2 separate regions of the Danio rerio genome follow, and region 1 is linked to region 2. Evidence: chromatin contacts called from public Micro-C data. All regions are on one chromosome and are shown on one strand. The core of a region is the stretch at or near the end of the contact, and the rest is flanking DNA. Distances in the headings are between cores, read along the strand shown.

Region 1 (6,210 bases), core at 3,458-5,957, 120 kb after region 2:
CCAGGCTGGGGAAGGTTACAGAAAAACTTCTGCTGCTCTGAAAGTTCCAATAAGCACAGTGGCTTCCCATCATCTGTGAGTGAAAGATGTTTGAAACCAGCAGGACGCTTCCTAGAACAGACGGGCCATCTTAGCTGAGTGATCAGGGGAGAAGGGCCTTAGTCAGGGAGGTAATCAATAACCCGATGCTCACTCTGTCTGAGCTCCAGCATTCTTCTAGAGAGAGGAGAAACTTACAGAAGGACAACCATCTGTGCAGCAATCCACCAATCAGGCCTGTATGGTAGAGTGGCCAGATGGAAGCCATTTTTTCAGCAGCAGGAACTGGACGACTAGTCAGGATAGAGGGAAAGATGAATGCAGTAATGTACAGAGAATTAAAACCTGCTTCAGAGTGCCCTTGACCTCAGACTGGGGCGACGGTTCATCTTCCAGCAGGACAATGACCCAAGCACACTGCCAAAATGTCAATGGAGTGGCTTCACAACAACTCAGTGAATGTACTTGAGTGGAACATGCAGAGCCCAGACCTAAATAGATCTCAGGAGAGATCTGAAAATGCCTGTACATCGTCGCTTCCTATCCAACCTGACAGAGCTTGAGAGGTACTGCAAAGAGGAATGGGCAAAAACTCCCAAAGACAGGTGTGCCAGGCTTGTAGCATCATATTCAAAAAGACTTGAGGCTGTAATTACTGCCAAAGGAGCATCAACAAAGTATTGAGCAAAGGCTGTGAATGAACATGGGTATTCATATATTATTATGACTTTGACATCAGCTAAAGGACTGTTTTGATTTATTCATTAAAAAAAATCCCAGTGTTTTCCACATTATGAAAATGATTTCAATAAATCAGGCGTCACCAATTTTGTTCCTGGAGGTCTGGTGCCCTGCAGGGTTTAGCTCCAACTTGGCTCAACACACCTGCCTGAGTGTTTCAAGTATACTAATGCCGAGTTCAGACTGCATGATTTTCAAACTAGTCGTGTCACAGATGTTTTCACACTGCATGACTATCTGGGCTAGCGTTTCGTCGCTGCTTTGTTTACACTGCAAGATGGTTCGGCGACATGGACATTCACATTGCATGACTTTTCTATAGGGAGAATCGCCGACAACTTCGTCCAAACTACGTCTCACAGCCAAAAACATGTAGTATATCTTTTATTATTAACTACATAATGAGAAAGAAGCCTTTAATGGGGTAGAACATGTACATGTTTGCTCACCTGGGTTTAAAGGGAATTAGCCATTTCTCCTCAACGTTGATAATAAATTAATTTCTTTCTGTATGAAATGTCAAACAGACACGGTTGCTCCTGAGTCCTGTCAAACCTCCACTAGTTTTTCCTCCATTTCGTGGGTCCAAATAAACCGAAAAAGAGCTCTTTTAACTTCTCCCCCAGCCTCCCGCTGGCCTGCAGCAGGTATACACACACGCACACACAAGTGATGGCTGATGTTATTTTTAGTCAAAACTCAATTCACACGGCATGATTTGAATCGCCGACAGCTCCAGATATTTAGCATGACAAATATCTCACAGGCATCGGCGACTCATCTGCGATTCTCTCAGATCGTGTCTTTGATTGTTCATACTGTGTGATTGTCACTCACGTGCACGAGCACCGATTTGCCTGTGATTTCAGGCATTTGTTGGCGATTTCTCAAAACCTGTCGGCGAGCCAAAATCGGGGCTAAAATCACGCAGTCTGAACTAGGCATTAGTAAGACCTTGATTAGCCTGTTCAGGTGTGTTTGATTAGGGTTGGAGCTAAAATTTGCAGGACACCGGCCCTCCAGAAACAAGTTTGGTGACCCCTGCAATAAACTCATTCATTCATTCATTTTCTTGTCGGCTTAGTCCCTTTATTAATCCGGGGTCGCCACAGCGGAATGAACCGCCAACTTATCCAGCAAGTTTTTTACGCAGCGGATGCCCTTCCAGCCGCAACCCATCTCTGGGAAACATCCACACACACATTCACACACACACTCATACACTACGGACAATTGAGCCTTCCCAATTCACCTGAACCGCATGTCTTTGGACTGTGGGGGAAACCGGAGCACCCGGAAGAAACCCACGCGAAGGCAGGGAGAACATGCAAACTCCACACAGAAATGCCAACTGAGCCGAGGTTCGAACCAGCGACCTTCTTGCTGTGAGGCAACAGCCCCTGCAACAGCCCCTGCAATAAACTGTGCAGCCCTAATAGATGACTAACTTTAATTACAAAAACACAAACTTTTAAGTTAAATTAAATTGAATGTCTCTTAAAAAAAACAATAAAAAAACAATAAAAGTGAATGAGAAGTCCGGCACCAAAATGGAAAAAAAAAACCCTACTAAAAACGAAGTATTATACCGATGCAAATTACTCTTCAACTATATTCCAGTCTTCAGAAAGCACATTAAACCCTCAAGTAAGAGTGTGAACCTGAAATGCTTTTTCACAACAATAAAATCAGTCACGATCACCAATCCCTGAACAAATACTGACAAAATGTTCATTTCTGGCTGAACTGTTCCTTTAAGGAGCTCATTTCCCACCATCCTACATCTACCCAGAGACACAGCAGATGACATCAGGCCTCAGGGACATTAAGACGATCCTCGAAATAACACTGCTCGCGACAAACATCCAATTTTCCAGTTAGGGGACAACCTTTCTGCGGATCGCCAGTCGTACTTGTCGCCTGTCCAGCCGCATTTACCACCTACAGTTACACCCCGTCTCCTGTTATCGCTTTTCCTCGCTAAGCATCATGTAAGAGAGGCTGGAGCCAAATTCTGCCTCTCTTCCCTCTCTTCAGCCACAGATGCAGCAAACGGTGCAATCTGCCAATCTCCATGAGTCATCCAGCACTGTTAATTATGTCCCCTAAGGAGGAGAATTGATTAGCGAGGGTCTCAAACTGATTTAAATTGTTATTTGAGACTATATAAAGCGTGGGCCTAAACGTTGCCATTTAGTCACATTCACTAAGCGCTGTCGTTATTCAGAATCCTACTTTGCCAAGTCACACAGATTGCATGTGTGGAGAGAGAGAGGGAGGGAGAGAGAGATAAGAGAGAGAGAGGGAGAGAGAGAGAGAGAGAGAAAGAGAGAGAGAGTAAGAGAGAGATAAACGATGCTGGGTGAAAATGCCTTTCAAGGTGAGAAAGTTTCTCAGTTTAGTCGATAAGTGGAGTTGTGCAATGAATTATTCAATCATAGACAAGTCACTATTGGTTGAGGAGAATGTCAATCATGCAAGCCTATATTTCAACTGATAACACACAAAAAGAGATGCAAATATGTCAGAAAATATCTAAACTATCAAAATGTTAGTGTATTTAGATTGCTTTTGCACACCAATAATGATTTTTTTGTTCAAAATAAATTATATTATATATATTATATAAATTACTATGTAAATTATTATAAATTAAATAAATTATATTCAATTATATTAAATATTATATTATATCAAATTGTATTAAATTATATTATATTACATTATATTATGTTATATATATATAATACAGCGGAATGAACCGCCAACTATTCTGGCATACGTACGTTTTATTATATTAAAATAAATATAAATTTATTATAATAATAATATAATATATATTACAGTATATTAAAGATTTTTATATGACAACTGAAATTTTTTAGGCTTAGTTAAGCTTTTTTTGTACGTTTTTACAGCCATTTATGATTATTTTATTAGCCTTTTACATTTCTTTCCACAATCTTGCCGACAGCAAACACATGGACATTAGTGTATATCCAGTACAAGTGAGATTACTCTTGAGTAATTGGATTAGTTGACTAGCTAACTAGTTAAAAAGCTTAATCCCGCAGATAATCCCACAATCTCATTTTAAATCTAAACAAAAAAAAATTCTATTTCTATTAGCTATTATAAAATTATTGGCGAAAGAAGAACTTAAAAATAACTTGGGATTATAATTAACCAGAAACCACAGTTCATACCATGTTACGTTACATGTGATTAATGAATTTCATGACTGTTAGACTTCACAGAAAACTATAAAGTGCTGTTTATTTCTGTTTTTTTCCATCTGTTTTGTATTTTGCATATTTTTTGATAATTTTGTGTTGCCTATCCAGATGCGCTCCGCTACAAAATCATCCCAGCCAATGTAAAACTATGAATTCTTTCAAAAATGTTACTTAAATTTTATTCAAATTGCAGAAAAAACAAAATATCGTGCAGCCTTATATATACACTATACATTTTTTAACTGCATTATAATGACTGGGATTATATTTGAGTTGTTGGAAAAACTGATTTAATTGTCATTAAATCAAAAATACATTAAAATAAAAAGGCTTAAATGTCATTAAATACTACTTTCTCATGTTTTTCAAAGTGAATTAAAAGCAAAAAAATAAGTAAATAAATAAATAAATAAAACTTTCAAATCCATATAAAGCCATACAAGATCACTGAACAACTACAGCAACAACAAAAAAACAGTGTGAACATTAACTGTATGTTGTTTGTTTGCAGAAAGTGCACAACTAGGGTCATGCAAGTCTGGATTAACTCTCTGCTGCCAAGATCTGAGAAGGGCTGCTTTGACCTTCTTCCTGTGGGGCCTGGAATTTACAAGGTCTGAGCGCCGGTCCTTGAGAGCCGGAATGTGGAAAGACGAGTGAGTTTCCTACAGGCTGTGATTAAAGCCTGGATTTATATGCCTGTGCATGATGCCACATGCTAGAACTGCAACCAGCAGCTATGTGTGACAGCAGCCCAGACCGACAAGCATGATATAACCAGCAGCACAGGACAGCACAGACGTCACCACACCAGAAAACCTGCCAACCCTCATGTTCTGTCTGATCCTTCACCTCAAGACCGTTTTTAAAGTATCAAAAACAATATTTAACCCTCTCGTGTGGAGCTAGCTATGGAAAATTTTAGACCATTACAAAATACTCTAGCCTTTGAATTTAAAGGGAAAGTTCAGCCAATAATGAAAATCCTCATTGTTTATTCTCCCTCATCTGGTATTAATAAAAATCTATATTAACCCTCATTGAAAACATTTGTTGAAACTGAATGAATACATTTATAATTATCTATAAAATATAATAAACAAATTGCAAGCAAGAATACCTAACATCAAGCAAAAAAATTTAAATAAGTAGTGCTTTTTGCTTTTCCGGAGAGTCAATCTGTATTCACCAACATAATCAACTGTATAGTCTTCATTTAAATTAATAATTCAGCCAAATTATTCTTCATTAAAGTTATAATTGTATGTTATTGTGCCAAATGCATTAAACTCTCTTAAAATGCCTTTAAAGCACACGCAAATGATAAAGCTTCACTCTGTTGGTTATACGTTGACTTCAGATGGTTATATATGACTTCACAAATCTCTCAAGTGTTGATCAAATATAATCCCAACTCCACATATCATATCCCACGATGTGACTACTTTGGACACACATTGCAATATCGATGCTGAAATGATACATTGTGCAGCCCCATATATTATAACATTAAAAATGTATAAAAAAAAATTGGTAGGCCTTTAGAAAATTCTCCGTTTCTTTTGGATTTAAAGGGATGGTTCACTCAAAAACGAAAATTATTTTTCATTATTTATTCCACCTTATCTGGTATTAGAAAAATCAATATTTGCTGAATTAACCCTGGTTTTCAAATCACAACATGTTGTTTCTGCTGAAGAAAAGACTGTTCATCATGGCTTTAAAAATGTAAAAATGTGTAGATCTTAAAACAAATTCTCAGTTTCTACTGAAGTTAGATAAAAGAGACTTAAAATTCCCTCATCACTTATTCTCCCTCATGCGGTATCAATAAAACAACTATTATATATATTTACCGAATTAATTATCAAAAAAATCATATTTCTACTGAATCTAAAAGGATTGTTCACCAAATAATAAAAATTTACACTGTAATAAAATTGCAGGGCTCCACATATTTTCTTAATGTTGTCCCAACAAAAATTAAGTTAACTGAATTGATTTGACAAATTTAAGTAGATTGTACATGAAACAATTAAGTTGTCTCAAAAAACATCAAGAATTGTGTTAATTCAGCTCATTTTAAATAAGTAGTTTGAACAAACAGCAAAGACATTTACCTCATCATCTACTCCTCTTTATCTGATATTAATGCAATCAATATTTGCTGAATAAACCCTGGTTTTCAGGTTTT
Region 2 (6,119 bases), core at 1,394-3,893:
ATGGCACAAGATGTGATAAAAATAAACAATGAGAAAAGGTTTTACAACGGACTCACGCATCATTGTTTATCCTTACCAAGACTGCAGCTTAGAGCAAAAATGCTGCTACAAGGAATAAATCGCAGCCTAAGAATATATAAAAGATTAGAAGTAAAAGATATTATTAATTTTATTATTTATACAGTAATTGCAATGTATTTTACATTAGATTGTTCATTTTCTGTACTTGAATACTGCTAGACTCTCCAGAAAACCATGAAGTATTGTTTATTTATCGTGATTGGTGATTGATTTACTGATCTGTATATAGTTTTTCTACGTATATATACGTATGTGTGTATGTATACTACTACACCCCCTCCCTTCTTTTCTTTTCTTTCTTTTTCCTCCTTTTTTCAGTATTTTTCTTTTACTTTTTTAATTTATATATTATTTTTTTAATGTTATGTCATGTTTTTTGGATGATTCGTAAATTATGTTTTGTCTTCTTGTGTTGTTATTATGTGATTGTGATTAATTGTGGGACCCCCTTGAAAATGAGATGGTACATCTCAAGGGGTTTATCCCAATGAATAACCAATCATTATATCATATTAAATCAACATCATTTATTTATTTTTTGCTTGTAATTTATTATCATTTATGCAATGCACTGCATGAACACCAGACTTGCTCATCCCAGTCGATCAAATTCAATGAAATGTTTTCAAATAGAGATATTCAAATCATTTGGTCAAATAAAATTCATAATGCAATATTTAAAGCAGCAAAACAAAATATCACAATTTCAGATTTTTCCAATCATGCAGCCCTATGCAATACCATGGTAAATAATCAAATTCTGCACTCTTCTGCAGTCAGTGGAAATCTTTCAGAATCAACTTCACAATTCTTCAGGTTTAGTCCAACCGAATTGGTAGAAAAACATAGAAGGTAACTATAATATAGCAGCTGAATCGCCAACAGAAGTTTCACAAGCCATTATTCTTGTCTCCACCACCACCACCACAAAAAAAGGGTTCAGTTTGATCCTCTGTGCAGCACGCACCACCTCAAACACGGTGTCAAACTGTCTTTAAAACAGTAAGGCCCTGGGGCCTGTTTCAACCATTTTCAACACTGAATGCACAAAAACCAGAGGATCTGCACCACTAGAGGGCTTCCTTTAGGCTTCACTTTCACACACTCACTCTTTCACTGATTTACACTCTCAGCTCTGCACGAACACCTGTGATGATCATAGCAAACAGCACTTTCAAGAGCAAACACATCATCATCATCATCATCTGATTTAGTGTCTCCCTCCTGCATTTTACAGATGTGTGATTTAGTGCTGGAACCCACAGGCGAGAGACGACATGTGAAATAAGAGAACAGTTTTAATTAAGAAAAAACTAGATACGCAATCCCTCCAGTAGGCATTAAGATTCATTTACAGGTCTTTGTAATCTAGCAGCGCCTCAAGAGAAGGGTTATTAGCAAATATGAACTTATTTGAACAGAGGACGAACAAAGCCATATTAAATTTGAATGCAACACAAAGACTGCACTGTACCTGTCAGTACATAAATAAATAAATAAATAAATAAATAAATAAATAAATAAATAAATAAATAACCAAAATAATAAAAATAACCAAAATAATAATAAATTTTAATTATTAATAATAATAATAATAATATAATAATAATAATAATAAAAATAATAACAATAATAGGTTAATAATAATAATAATAATAATAATATATAACCAAAATAATAATACATAAATAAACTCATAATTAATAATAAAAACAATAACCAAAATAATAATGACAAAGTTATAATAATAACAATAATAATAATAATAACCAAAATAATAATAAATAAATGAATTAATAATTAATAATAAAAACAATAACCAAAAAAAATAATAATAATAACAACAACAATAATAATATGATTAATAATGATAACGATGATTACAACTTAATAATAATAATAATAATAATAATAATAATCATATAAATACATAAATGTTAATAGTTTGTTTTACTATTGTGAAAATATCATTAATTTACATTATTTTGTTATTTAAATAGCAAGTGCAACAAACTGTATTTTTTTCTGACTACTGTTTATTTGTTTTTTTTTTATAAAACAGGCTGTTCCTGACTGGTAATTGTGATTGAAGCTGTTGTAAAATACAAACACAACTGTGACTGTTACATGGGGATTAATGCTCTAACTGTAAATCCACTGTTAACAACAGCTTCTTAGGGCTTTTTGCTTTATAATAACCTGGCCTATTACTGTACATTCACCAATACAGATGTGAAGAAAAAAATAGATATAAACAAATTCATACTGTACATGCCATAAATAATCCACTTATTTAAGTTGCGTTATAATATATTATAAATTATTGAAACTGTCCCCATCTACCTCAAGAGTGCCCGTCCTGTAGATCAAAAGCGGGTGTAAGAATATAAACATTACATCACCCTTTTAAAAAACAAACGTTTGAAGGCCTGTTGATGAGCTATTGATGCTGTCAGTCTGTACAAGTGGCCTGACCAGAGGCAGGACGTCCCAAAGGAACCAGTGTTTTCACTGAGGCTCCCCTTGAGGAAGTGATGACACAACCTCACCGCATTACAACACAGGTCAATGCAACAGCGCTATCTGTGGGCTGCATTTAATTCCCTTTAACACCTCTAGAGAGGAAACTAAATGAGTAAACACGCATTTGTAAATTCAAGACTAGAGTCGCTGGAGGTAGCTGCTAGATTTGCATTTAAAAAATACATTATTTAATTACCATTATAATTTTCTTTACAATTTAACTTATATTATTTTGTATTTAGTTTTATATTTAGTTAAATATTTACATACATTTATTTATAAATTAAAATATTTAGATTTTATTTTATTTTATTTTATTTTATTTTAGCTTCCACACTTTCATGAACAGTAGATTCAAGGACTTTCCCCAGGCCCGGTGTTAAACATCACTTGACATTACGTATATATCACTGTATAAGTCGTATCTATAAGATACCTCATATTGCTGCTATTCCTATTACTTTGTATAATTTTTTGCACATTATTTTTTGCACATATTTTTCTCATTATTATTTAATTTTTGTTTATCTATACTTGCACTGTCTTTGGAGCGGACCAGACCTACATTTCACTGCTGGTCATACTTTGTATTATTATGTATGTGACAAATAAAACTCTTGACTTGACTTGACTTGAAGAACTTTAAAGCAACACATATATATATATATATATATATATATATATATATATATATATATATATATATATATATATATATATATATATATATATACAGTTGAAGTCAGAATTATTAGCCCCCTTCAAATTTTTTTCTTTTTTGTTTTATATTTTCCAAATTATGTGTAACAGAGCAAGGAAATTTTCACTGTGTGTCTGATAATATTTTTTCTTCTGGAAAAAGTCTTATTTGTTTTATTTCAGCTAGAATAAAAGCCGCTATTAATTTTTAAAACACCATTTTAGGGACAAAATTATTAGCCCCTTTAAGCTATATTTTTTTCCCGATAATCTACAGAACAAACCATGATTATATAATAACTTGCCTAATTACCTTAACCTGCCTAGTTAACCTAATTAACCTAGTTAAGCCTTTAAATGTCACTTTAAGCTGTATAGAAGTGTCTTGAAAAATATACAGTCAAATATTATTTACTGTCATCATGGCAAAGATAAAATAAATCAGTTATTAGAAATGAGGTATTAAAACTATTATGTTTAGAAATGTTTTGAAAAAAATCTTATCTCCATTAAACAGAAATTGGGGAAAAAATAAACAAGCGGTCTAATAATTCAGGGGGGCTAATAATTCTGACTTCAACTGTATATATATATATATATATATATATATATATATATATATATATATATATATATATATATATATATATATATTTTATTTATTTATTTTTTTTTTTTAAATCAAGCACCTGTGGAAATATGCATTTATATAATTTAGTTCCAGATTAACAATAATCTACATATTATATATCTACATATATATATATATATATGAAAAGTTACATTCTTTGCTTTTTAATGATCTAATTTCACTCAAAACTCTATCTAGGGTGTGACAGAGCACAGGTTAAGCTAAAGTGATGCAAATGCTAAAGGCAGGGTCCCAACGACTGTGCCTTTGTTTTTGGTTGATACTTTCCAGCTGGTCAGGCCAGGTGAAACCTCATGATCTATTCAAGTCCTTAAAACAAGATATTAAACTAAAACTCATGCCCATTTTCAATGTTTCCACCTCTGCCTCCTCCTAAAATGTATAATAGAAAGTGTCTCCATTTAGACACATCTGTCTCCATTTAGAGTAATTTTCAACTTTACAGACTACTCTTATCACTGTAAGAAACTCCTGTAGACTCTTGCAGGCTTGTGGACTTCTTTATGACTGCAGATTACCGACACACCAGATATTCTGTTTGTTCGAGTCTCCTGGACTGGGTTCTCATCATTCATTTTTTTCCCAACACACCTAACCCCAGCATATGTAGCTTGTTGCCACACTGTCATGGACACTTTTTGTTTACTTCGAAAAAAAAAAATGTTGTTACTTCCGTACGTATATCGTTTGTACTTTTCCATCCATTCTAGCTTTTTGGCTCTCTATCTCTCTCATCCCTTTCCATGCCTGTAATTTTCATTAGGTCTGCCTATGCCGACACCTGATTGGTCAGGAGACCGGTCTATTATCATTTGTGGACGCCAGGAAGAGCGTAGAGAAGCGCACTTTTCTTTGGTCTTGTTTTCATTTGGGTAAAATTCTTGTGCACCCTTTTGAGATCTGTAATACAACAATAAAAATGTTGTTTTATTTGTTTGTTACTTTGATGGCCAGCTCTTTCCCATGCCATACTGAGCTACCATTGTCTAAATGTTGTATGACTTCCATCTTGCAAACACGTTCGTAACTTGATGTTAGAGACACCAGGTAAGAAGTGAACACCGTCTTTTGTTTTTTATGTATGCGACATTATGCATTGGTGATATTCAAATGTAATTACTGAAATCTTTATAAAATGTGCATCATGTCAGTGTTACTGTACATAATTTCAATTAAGTATTTACACTGAAAAGCACCCCTGTGTAAAGATCTTCTTTAATACTGTGCTCTGCGCAAACTCATCTTAGATGACCTGAAGGTGAGCAAATAAACAACATATTTATATAGGTAAAATATCCAATAAACCACAGAACTCATTTAAAGCATTTAACACAAGCAACAATAGCTATGTTTCCATCCACCAAAAAAAGTTGATGGAAACGCTATGATGCGCATAAATTTTGAAAATGCGCATAAAAACCGTATGCGCCTAACTGGGTAGGATAAACTTTTTATTCGATAAGAAAAGATGCGCATAAACTACGATGGAAACACTTTTACCGCACAAACTCCAGCATGCGTATTAAAAAAGGTCATGTGATTTTGTTAAAAGAGATCATGTGATGCTTAAAATGTGTGAATGGATAAAACGTCAGGCTGAGCACATTATAAAACATCTGAAATGTTGTTTTGGTCATTATAAAACGCCTTACCGTTTCAGTATTAATGTTATTATATTATTAATGACCTCCAGAATCAAGAGCGCCTGTGCTCCGCGTCTGACACCTTCAAACACCACTGCACGCTCACTGCTTGTCAGGATTGTCTTCTGAGGCACATTCATTTAGAAAAGATTGATGCAGCTTCTCCTACTGCAGCAAATGCAGTTTTTACTGTTGATATTTGGCGCCAGTTAATCAGGAAGTGATGATTTTTTTTGCTTTGACTCGTTGGATGGAAACGCTGATTTATTCGCACAACTTTTGTGCGATAATCCAGTTTTGCGCATAAAGTTTATTCGCATTTTTGGATGGAAACATAGCTATTGATGTGATGAAACTGAAGGTGTTAAAAATGCTAAGAGGTTATGGCCTACAAAAAAAAGAAAAACACATCATCCTTGCCCTACAGTATTACTGCTTGACTTCAAACTCACCTTGCTCTTCATGTACTTTACCCCTCCAAACCCAATTTTACCCAATCATTTCTAATAAAACCCTTAGCC

Evidence for each region. Hi-C and Micro-C count contacts between places; a contact is called where the count stands out from the background.
Region 1: a Micro-C map of caudal fin shows a contact between it and region 2, with 5 times the contacts expected there. The contact joins two enhancer-like sites. A contact is called at or near these places in 2 of 18 Hi-C or Micro-C datasets (caudal fin and an unstated tissue).

What each region holds. Positions count from the first base shown.
Region 1 is chr9:48,078,559-48,084,768 of GRCz12tu, forward strand. It overlaps a transcript of hdac4 not described here. Among named protein-coding and RNA genes, the nearest start is that of lct, 130 kb to the right of the region's middle. Within about 2 kb of position 4,708, at least 24 of the 62 cell types and tissues checked have an H3K27ac peak or open chromatin away from gene starts, as enhancers often do. A contact at or near this core is called in caudal fin, where this site is marked.
Region 2 is chr9:47,957,853-47,963,971 of GRCz12tu, forward strand. It overlaps a transcript of hdac4 not described here. Among named protein-coding and RNA genes, the nearest start is that of hdac4, 78 kb to the left of the region's middle. Within about 2 kb of position 2,644, at least 12 of the 62 cell types and tissues checked have an H3K27ac peak or open chromatin away from gene starts, as enhancers often do. A contact at or near this core is called in caudal fin, where this site is marked.